Linked DNA regions of Arachis hypogaea: region 2 is linked to region 1. Evidence: chromatin contacts called from public Hi-C data. All regions are on one chromosome and are shown on one strand. Each heading gives the region's core, a stretch centred on a gene start, on an enhancer-like site or on the middle of the called end of the contact. The rest is flanking DNA. Distances are from core to core; before and after follow the strand shown.

Evidence for each region. Hi-C and Micro-C count contacts between places; a contact is called where the count stands out from the background.
Region 2: a contact with region 1 is called in a Hi-C map of leaf, with 2.3 times the contacts expected there. The contact joins the promoter of LOC112750103 here to the promoter of LOC112750102 in region 1. A contact is called at or near these places in 3 of 8 Hi-C or Micro-C datasets (leaf and an unstated tissue).

The regions. Positions count from the first base shown.
Region 1 is chr15:30,246,728-30,251,365 of arahy.Tifrunner.gnm2.J5K5, reverse strand. It overlaps LOC112750102, which reads left to right and starts at 2,064. Exons shown (of 10, transcript XM_029293352.2): 1 at 2,064-2,236; 2 at 2,352-2,465; 3 at 2,559-2,677; 4 at 2,832-2,878; 5 at 2,968-3,068; 6 at 3,501-3,588; 7 at 3,702-3,810; 8 at 3,910-4,081. The coding sequence starts at 2,132.
Region 2 is chr15:30,424,353-30,428,858 of arahy.Tifrunner.gnm2.J5K5, reverse strand. LOC112750103 (two-component response regulator ORR3) reads right to left here and starts at 3,238. Exons shown (of 5, transcript XM_025798654.3): 1 at 2,678-3,238; 2 at 2,483-2,565; 3 at 2,286-2,363; 4 at 2,114-2,184; 5 at 1,409-1,994. The coding sequence starts at 2,798. The coding sequence ends at 1,646.

The DNA.
Region 1 (4,638 bases), core at 815-3,314:
AAAATATCTTTTTTTAAAATATTTTTTAATAATTAAAATTTAATATATATAATTGATTAAATTATGTTATTTTTATTAAAATTAAAGATAAATTGATTTGGCTGAAAAATTGGTAAATTAAATTTTAAACTAGTCTAAATTATTTTTTAAAATGGTTACAATAATCTTATTATAGAATACTTCTATTATATATATATATATATATATATATATTAAATTTTGAAAATGCTAAATCTTAACTCTATGACAGCACAAAGAGAAGAGAAAGATTAGGATTTAGAGTTTTCAAAATTTATATATAATAATAATAAGAATAAGAGTATTTTAGTCATTTTTTATAATAGAGATATTGTAGTCATTTTTATAAAAAAGATTAATTTAGATTGGTTTAAGGAGTAATTCACTGATTTTTTGGCCAAATCAATTTATCTGATCTAATTTTAACAAAAATAACACGATTTAATCAATTATATATATTAAATTTTAATTATTAAAAAATATCTTTAAAAAAATATTTTAAATATTTTTATTTGAATGGCTCCCTTTTTGACTTCTGGTGAGTAGGATGTCATTTAAAATTTTATGGATAAAAATAAGATCCAAATTCATTGGTTTGAACTTTAAATAGATCTTTTACTCTTTTAAATAAAAGAAAACAAATTTTTTATAATATATTTTATTTAAGAATTGGTCACTAATTAATAAGTTATTACATATAATTCAAAAATAGTATTTAAACTCAAACATTTGTTTAAGTGAATAAGTGGACTAATCAGCCAATGAGTAATAGCTCAAATGGCATAGACTCCCCATATTCAATTAAGAGGTTGCGGGTTTGAGTCTGGCATAGACTCCCCATACTCAACTCCTATCTTTCCAAATTTTTGCCAATGAGTAATAGCTCAAATGGCATAGACTAGCTCAAATGGCATAGACTCCTCATACTCAATTAAGAGGTTGCGGGTTCGAGTCTTCTATCTTTCCAAATTTTTGCCAATGAGTAATAGCTCAAATGGCATAGATTCTCCATACTCAATTAAGAGGTTGCGGGTTCGAGTCTCCTATCTTTCCAAATTTTGGCCAATGAATAATAGCTCAAATGGCATAGACTCCCCATACTCAATTAAGAGGTTGCGGGTTCGAGTCTCCTATCTTTCCAAATTTTAAGCCAATGAGTAATAGCTCAAATGGCATAGACTCCCCATACTCAATTAAGAGGTTGCGGGTTCGAGTCTCCTATCTTTCCAAATTTTGCCAATGAGTAATAGCTCAAATGGCATAGACTTCCCATACTCAATTAAGAGGTTGCGGGTTCGAGTCTCCTATCTTTCCAAATTTTTAGCCAATGAGTAATAGCTCAAATGGCATAGACTCCCCATACTCAATTAAGAGGTTGCGGGTTCGAGTCTCCTATCTTTCCAAATTTTTGCCAATGAGTAATAGCTCAAATGGCATAGACTCCCCATACTCAATTAAGAGGTTGCGGGTTCGAGTCTTCTATCTTTCCAAATTTTAAGCCAATGAATAATAGCTCAAATGGCATAGACTCCCCATACTCAATTAAGAGGGCGGGTTCGAGTCTCCTATCTTTTCAAGTTTTTAGTCTGAGTAATAGCTCAAATGGCATAGTCTCTCCATACTCAACTAAGAGGTTACGGGTTCGAGTCTCCTATCTTTTCAAGTTTTTAGTCTGAGTAATAGCTCAAATGACATAGTCTCCCCATACTCAACTAAGAGGTTACGGGTTCGAGTCTCCTATCTTTGATAAAAAAAAATAAATAAGTGGACTAATCACCAATGAGTTATAACTCAAATGGCATAATCTTCTCATACTCAATTAAGAGGTATCACCAATGAGTTATAACTCAAATGGCATAATCTTCTCATACTCAATTAAGAGGTTGCGGAATAAGTGGACTAATCAAGTAATCCGTTCAAGTTGTTTTTTTATTTTGTTTTTATCTTATCACTAAAAATCCGTTTATTGAAAATGATAATGGACTTTGCTCAACTAATCAATCTTGGTCCAAGATAACATAGAAATGGGCCCTAGTGGGCTTGGAGACTTGGGCTGGGCCACACACGCCATGCACATGAGCACCGATTGCAGAGAGAAACGTCGGAGGAGAAGATGGAGTGCGCCGCGAAGGGCAGCGGAAGAACGCGCTGCACCGGCGCCGCCACCAGGCCCTGCGCTCGCTGCGGAGCCGTCGCTTATTGCTCTCTCTCTCATCAGGTCCCTCTCTCTATCTCAATTTCTGATCCGCAGTTTTGAACATATTTTCGCTCGCTGAATAGTTCTGCGTTTCACAAATTTCTTCATATCTCTCCGTTTTTTCTTTGAACCCTAGATTGAACACTGGAGTAGCCACAAACATGAGTGTGATAGGTTAGAGCAACAGATGGAGAGTGTGCATTTACTCAATGATTTTCCTTTCACTTTCTCTCAAGAAGCTACAGTTCAGGTGATTTCTGATTCTAACAACCTTCAAAGAAAACATTGTTACCGTAAAGTGTTCATATATGTTTTTTTTATGCTAATTTAGCTTTTTCAACAGATTTGTTTGAAGCAGGAAACTAGGTGTTCTTTCTTGAGCAAGAGGGGAATCCATCAAAAGGGGATGTGGATGATCGAATGCCGTTGTGGCGAATCGTCTGCTTCATTTGATTGTTTACGGTTCTCTTGTTTCCTTCAAGCTTCATATTCTGAAACTTTTTGTTAATCAAAATTATGTTTGCCCTAATCATTACAAAATAGAAAGTTCAGACATTTTATGGTGTATTTACTTGGCTTAGAACAAGCTTTGGTCTAAGGAGTTTAGTTTTGGCAGGTTAAACAACAGTTGGGATCTTCCAAGAAATTTGTATCCTTGTTATGGTAATACAATTGAAGCTTGTTTCTCCATTCCAAGTTCCTCATATGTATTAAATTGAAAAGAAAATAAAATCCAATATATAAATGTTTAGCACCCGAATCTCAAATTCCGGTGCAGTTGCATAGTTGGAGTGACTACTATAATTGGAGGTGCATTCCACTGGACTCGCCTGCTGCTCTGCTGCTTCACTGGGTATGATTGTGTAGCCCCTTTTCTTTCTTTTTTTCTTTCTCAAAAGTGTCTATCCCATTTCACTGGGTATGATTATGTAACAATTAGGCTTTTTTAGTTTGTTTGTAACTAAAGAAGTACAAGAAGGGGAATGGACCTAATCTTTTGATGTAGTTAATGTTAGATGGAATGTGCAGGGCCTTTAAAACAATTTTCCCACTAGTGTTTGAAAATATTTAAAAAAGAAAAGAATTTCTAATTTCACCTTGCAAATTATAAACTGGAACTTGCGGAATGTATTTGTTTTCTGTTGACTACTTAATAGAGCAGAAACCACCATTGAAAGTTTCCTCCTCTGATAAAATTAGAGGTGTAAGAAGGATATAACCCACAATATCTTTGATAACTTCTTTTATTTTTTATTTTTTAAATTGTATGCTTTGCCTGTTTCAGCCACTTACAATATATCATGCTGCTCAACTAGTTGGAATTGGAACCCTGAATCCTGAAGTCTGTGATAAGTTGTACCTACATTACCTTGGTATATAATTTCTTAAAAACTCCCCGTTCTTTTGAAGCATTCAAATTTAAATATGAATTCTTTTTTACACTACATATTCAAGCATTAATGATCATTTTTTTTTTTAATGGAAGGACCTGAGAAAGAATTGCTACAACTAGATGTATTTGGAGAACTACAGGCACTCTTCCCCGGCGTACATATTCATATTGAACTTGTTGGACCTGCAATTCCTCCACAAAGGTCTGATGCATTGCTGTAATCAGTAAATAAATGTTCTATGAGCTGATACTCGACACTACTTGCTCTAACTATTTGTCCTTCATCCCTCCGTGTTAACAGGGATGGTGAGAAGATCAGCATTTCCAGATATGCTTCTTCCAATGAAGACCAGAGTACCTGCAAATCAGCGAGTGAAAATGCCATTTTATCAACACAGAGTGGCATTACTTCGGCAGTAACACTGCAGCTGTGGCATGGACTCTATCACGACCGATATAGAGATATTGTTAAGGTATCTAATTTAATATTAGATAAGAACCAATATAAAACTAATATTGAGAAATGCTTGTTCCTGAATTCGAATATGTTGCTGTACTTGAACACAATAAATTCCTCTTAATTAACATTATACTTGCAGGATTCCTCCCCTCATCTAGTGATTGCTCCAAATGGTGGCATTGCTGCCTATCCAAGTTGGTTACCTAGTATTGTATGTCATTACCATGTTCTTATCCTTTATTTTGGTGTTAGTTATAGGTTCTACCTTCCTCTTTATTATTGTACTTAAACAAACAACAATTAGGGTATATTCGAAGTGCGTTTTATGTTACTCCTTTTCTATTTTGGTGTCAAAATAACAGGAGTTAATTGAAAAACTAGATGTCCCAGCCGTTTTTACTGATTATTGTGAGGAAGCTTGTCATCTTGCAGCAAGTTGCATTGAGAATGTAATTAGTCGCTCTTTTAGACTGCCTGTAAGCTTTTATTAGTTCTTTTTCTGCTTGTAATTGGTCTCTCTCTCTCTCTCTCTCTCTCTCTCTCTCTCTCTGTCACCCTGTCTTCTAATGA
Region 2 (4,506 bases), core at 1,989-4,488, 180 kb before region 1:
AGATGGGTGTCTTCGATGTTGGTCCTACATCTAAGAAGATGAGAGCAATTGGCTACAAAGATGAATGTGCGAGGACAACTCACCTACCTCACAGTGGCTATGACGGTGACGAGGAGATGATGGTCCTAGCGGCGACGATGGGCCATCAGCTACAGCCAGAGATCTTCAATGCTGGTCCAAGGTTTAAGAAGATGAGCAGATGAGAAGAACTGAGATCTAATTTGATTTGTACGAAGGGTAAATTTAGAATTAGTTAATTGGAATGAGAGTATTTTGGCTAGAAATTGTCATTTAAATTTCAGTTTTCATCTCAAAAATTTCAGTCTCATGTTTTCCTACTTTTTGGAGGTACTGAAAGGACTGAAATTTTGTGTCACAAGACTAAAATTTTAGTTCCAATTTCAGGCTAACAAACATGATATTGAATTTTAGTCTCCCAATTTCAGTATCTCAAAAACAAATGCTATCTAAAGAGACAAAAATTTTATATTTGGTAATTAAAATTTTAATTCTAGTCTCTCGTTATCAAATACAATCTTGAATCTTAATTTTTGGGTCTTAATTCCGATTTCCAAAATCAAACGCTGCGTTAGAGACAAGTAGACAAGTTATTTTATAGGAGCCCGAAAAGAGCCCACGAGTCGATCCAAGTTTCCCACCTTCTTCGTTATATGAATATGAATATGAGGGGGGACACTTTCAAACATGTCCAATTCACATCCACAATTCTATTATGATTCTTTCTAGCAGACAAGATCTTGCATACCTTTATATTCCATCTGTTTCACATCATTTCCACACCTAAATTCATTGTTCAGTCCACGCCTCCTCTTCTACCCTTTATATTTTATTACTATTATTTTATTTCCCTCTTCATTCTCATAAATTTCTATCTTTCTTCCATTCTCCACTCATTTTATTAATATATGATATATGACCTACAAATCTTTTGACATAGTCATATCTTCAATTTTGAAAAAGCAAGTTTGATCATGTGTAAAGGGATAAATTGGTCTTCAGAAAAAAGATTCTCATAAAATATAAAAAAATTAATATCATGTTAGTGAAATAATAAGCACCCTAATTATAAAATAAAATGCATAATTCTAGTGACATACACTTCTTGAATCTATGTACCAAGGGACTTCATAGCTTTGAATCAAATATTCAATCTCTATTTGCGTATTACATTTTCCATTTTCTCTTAATAGTTTCTAAAGAAAAAAAATTCTAAAGAAAAAATATATAACTTCTATATTTTATTTAATTTGCAATACTTATTTTAAACTTAATATTTTATTTAAAGCAGAAACAAGTCATGAACTGAATCAAATATAAACTGATATTTTGAATTTTGATTAACATTTATCTCCTTTCTTTCATAATAAAATTAAATAAAATAAGAGGAGGAACAATAATCTTATTATGATATTATACCCATCAACTTTCTTTAACCCACCTTCATACAAAATAAATTAGCAAAAGCAAAGAGCAGGGGTATTGATGCAACAAAAACCGTTACAAACAACGGATAATTGCAGTTTCAACCCCCACAGAAAAACAAATTTAAAAAAAGGAATGAAGAAGATACTTCTGCAGTGCTCAAGAGAGAGAGGAACATAATGTGGGGCCGACACAGCAAAACTCAATCTCCGCCGGTCATTTTAAGCCGTCGGATTGGAGAATCAAGCGATCTGATGGGCGAAGATAATGGCGACGGAGAAGGCGATGAAGAAGACTCGGACGGCGATGATAAGGGGGTTATTGAGGACGAAATGGACGGTGGAGATGATGACAGATAATCAAAGGCGGTAGTGTCTGAAAGCTTCCTTTTGTTAATTCCTCCTCCACCACCACCACCGCCACCGCTGCAACCTCCGGCTTCGGCGGCGCTAACGTCCCTGCTGGCGGTGCTCATATAATTCTTCAACCGTTTCACGTCAGATAACTTCACTGGCTTTACTATGAAATCCTTTGCTCCCTCCTCTAAGCATCTACATATTCCAACATTTTTCAACTCATCAATCAATTTTTTCTTACTACGTAAAACCAAAAACTAAAATTAAAATTTAAAAAAAATATCAGTACATTAAAATTAAACTCCTAACATTACCTGTCAATTCGTGGCAAGATATTTTCCGAGGACATGATGACGACCGGAATTTCTCTGAAAGTGGACGATCCCTGCATTAAATTAAATAAGCATTGTTTAATTAGCAATTTTTTATTATTTATTTATTTTTTATTTTTTGTTGGGATTGTGTTTAATTTGTTTTTTTTTGTACCTTGATTTTTTTGAGCAAATCATAACCAGACATTCCAGGCATGCAATAATCTGTGATAATTAGATCTACCTTTAAACCCTGCCAAGAGAAATGAAAAAAAATAAAAAAAGACGAATATTATATTCTTATTTAATTTATATATTTACCCATTATTCATAGGGTAAAATTTTCATTTTCTATGATATTGATATACATACCACAAAATCATCTGATTCAGATGTTCTCTGTTCGTCCAGCCCCAGTAACTGCAGGGCACTGATTCCACTATCAACAGCAGTAACTGCAATTTTCCAAGGGAAAAAAAAATCTCAGATCAAACAAATTAAATTCCTAACACTGAATAAGCCTGCATAAAAAGAAAAGAAAAATTTTTGAGTTATTATAGTGTTTACCTTTACAAGCTGAGATTTTGAGTAAGCGCTCAATGACCTTCCGATCGACGAGGCTATCATCGACGGCTAAGACATGAACTTCTTCTGAAACGACGCCGTCTCTCTCCATCACTTGAGTCATGAAGGAGAAGAACCAAAGGAGAAAAACAGAGACAAGGGATAGAGAGAGTAGAGAGAGAAATGAAAAGAAAAGAGGAAGAGCATTCCTTAACGTGGGAGATAAAATCTTTAAATACAGGGGTTTGTAGTGTTAATTGTTGTGTAGTAATAACATGTTGTGTTGTGTTGTTACGTTTTTTTCATTCATAATTGTCTATCTGTCCGTACCTCCATGTCACGCTATCTAATTCTATCTCCAACACTAAAGAGTTAGAGAAATGATAATAGAATAAATAAGTCTCTTTTGGAAAATCAAATCTTTCTCTTGCTAAAATTATCTCAAAAATCCGCTCTTTTTCTCTTTATTTTTTTGGAGGAGATGTCGCTGAGATTCTGAAATCCACTCCCGATGTGTTCTTAAATGACTTTCTTTAACAAACATATCATAAAATATGTGTACTTATGTTAATATTTTGATTTTGGTACATTTTAAGCCCAATGTATTTTGACTATGACAACTAATTATGTATATACAATAATGCCATATGTAGTTTTAAGATAATTGCTATAGAAGTCAAACTTAATTTATTTTATATGATAATATTTGTTTCTTGACATTATCTTTTCTTTACTTATTTAATTCTGCTGTATGCAAATTAACATCTAATTTTATATTAATAATCATAAAATGTCATTCGATTGCGTACACTAATTAATGTATGTAGATGTGATTAGTAATTACCAATTCATTTATATCTTACTACGTCAGTTTAGTTAGGCCTCGTGATTTTTTCTTATATATATTGATTCTCTCATATAGTTATATTATTATGTGTAGATAGTCACGCAAATAAGTATATAGTTATTGTATTAAAGTTAAACCCTAATTATAAGCTTATATATTTATAAGCTTATATATAGGTTAAAAATAGAGTTGATTTTCTCAATGTTCTGAAAACGAATCGGTCATTGAACCATTTTAGTTACTGGTTCATCGATTTATAGGTTTAATCGGTTCAATTGTAGTTAAATCGAAAAAATCGTTTTATAATAAAATAATAAATAAAATATAAATACACACACCAAAATTATATGATCTTATCAATTTACAAACTTAAAAGTTTTTTTAAAACACTCTTAAAATATATGTTTCCAAACACTTTTGTCATCATCATCTTCAACTTTACACTCATCACTCAATTAAAAAATCCACAACCCTAATCCTCTATTGATTTCTTTTGGAAAAATAAAATCTCATTCAAGAAAGAAACCATACCTGTAAGTAATTGAGAAGATTTGTGAGACTCAACACCAAGACATAGAACAATTATACATATAGAGAAGTACCAACAAACCAATTCTCAATTTCATGAATCACCCTAAACTCTGAAATCAATAAATCTATCAACAAAAATTCAAAAATAGCATACTCATAAATTTAAAAACAACAGCAGCAGGGTTTAGAACAAACATTTAATCACTAACAATACAGAACCTTGTGTATTATTAGTTGATATGATGCAAGGTGCTTTTCTGAATTTTTATACACCCCTCAAAAAATGACAATTTTTCATACAAAATTGTCCCTAAGAATACAAAACCTTGGGAACCTTATCTTTGAACAATCAATACAGTTCCTTAGTTCTTGATTACCATATGCAGGGAGTAAAGGAAACAAAGCACATGCACAGAAATAATATGAAACCTTATCGTAGCTATCAATCTCTCAA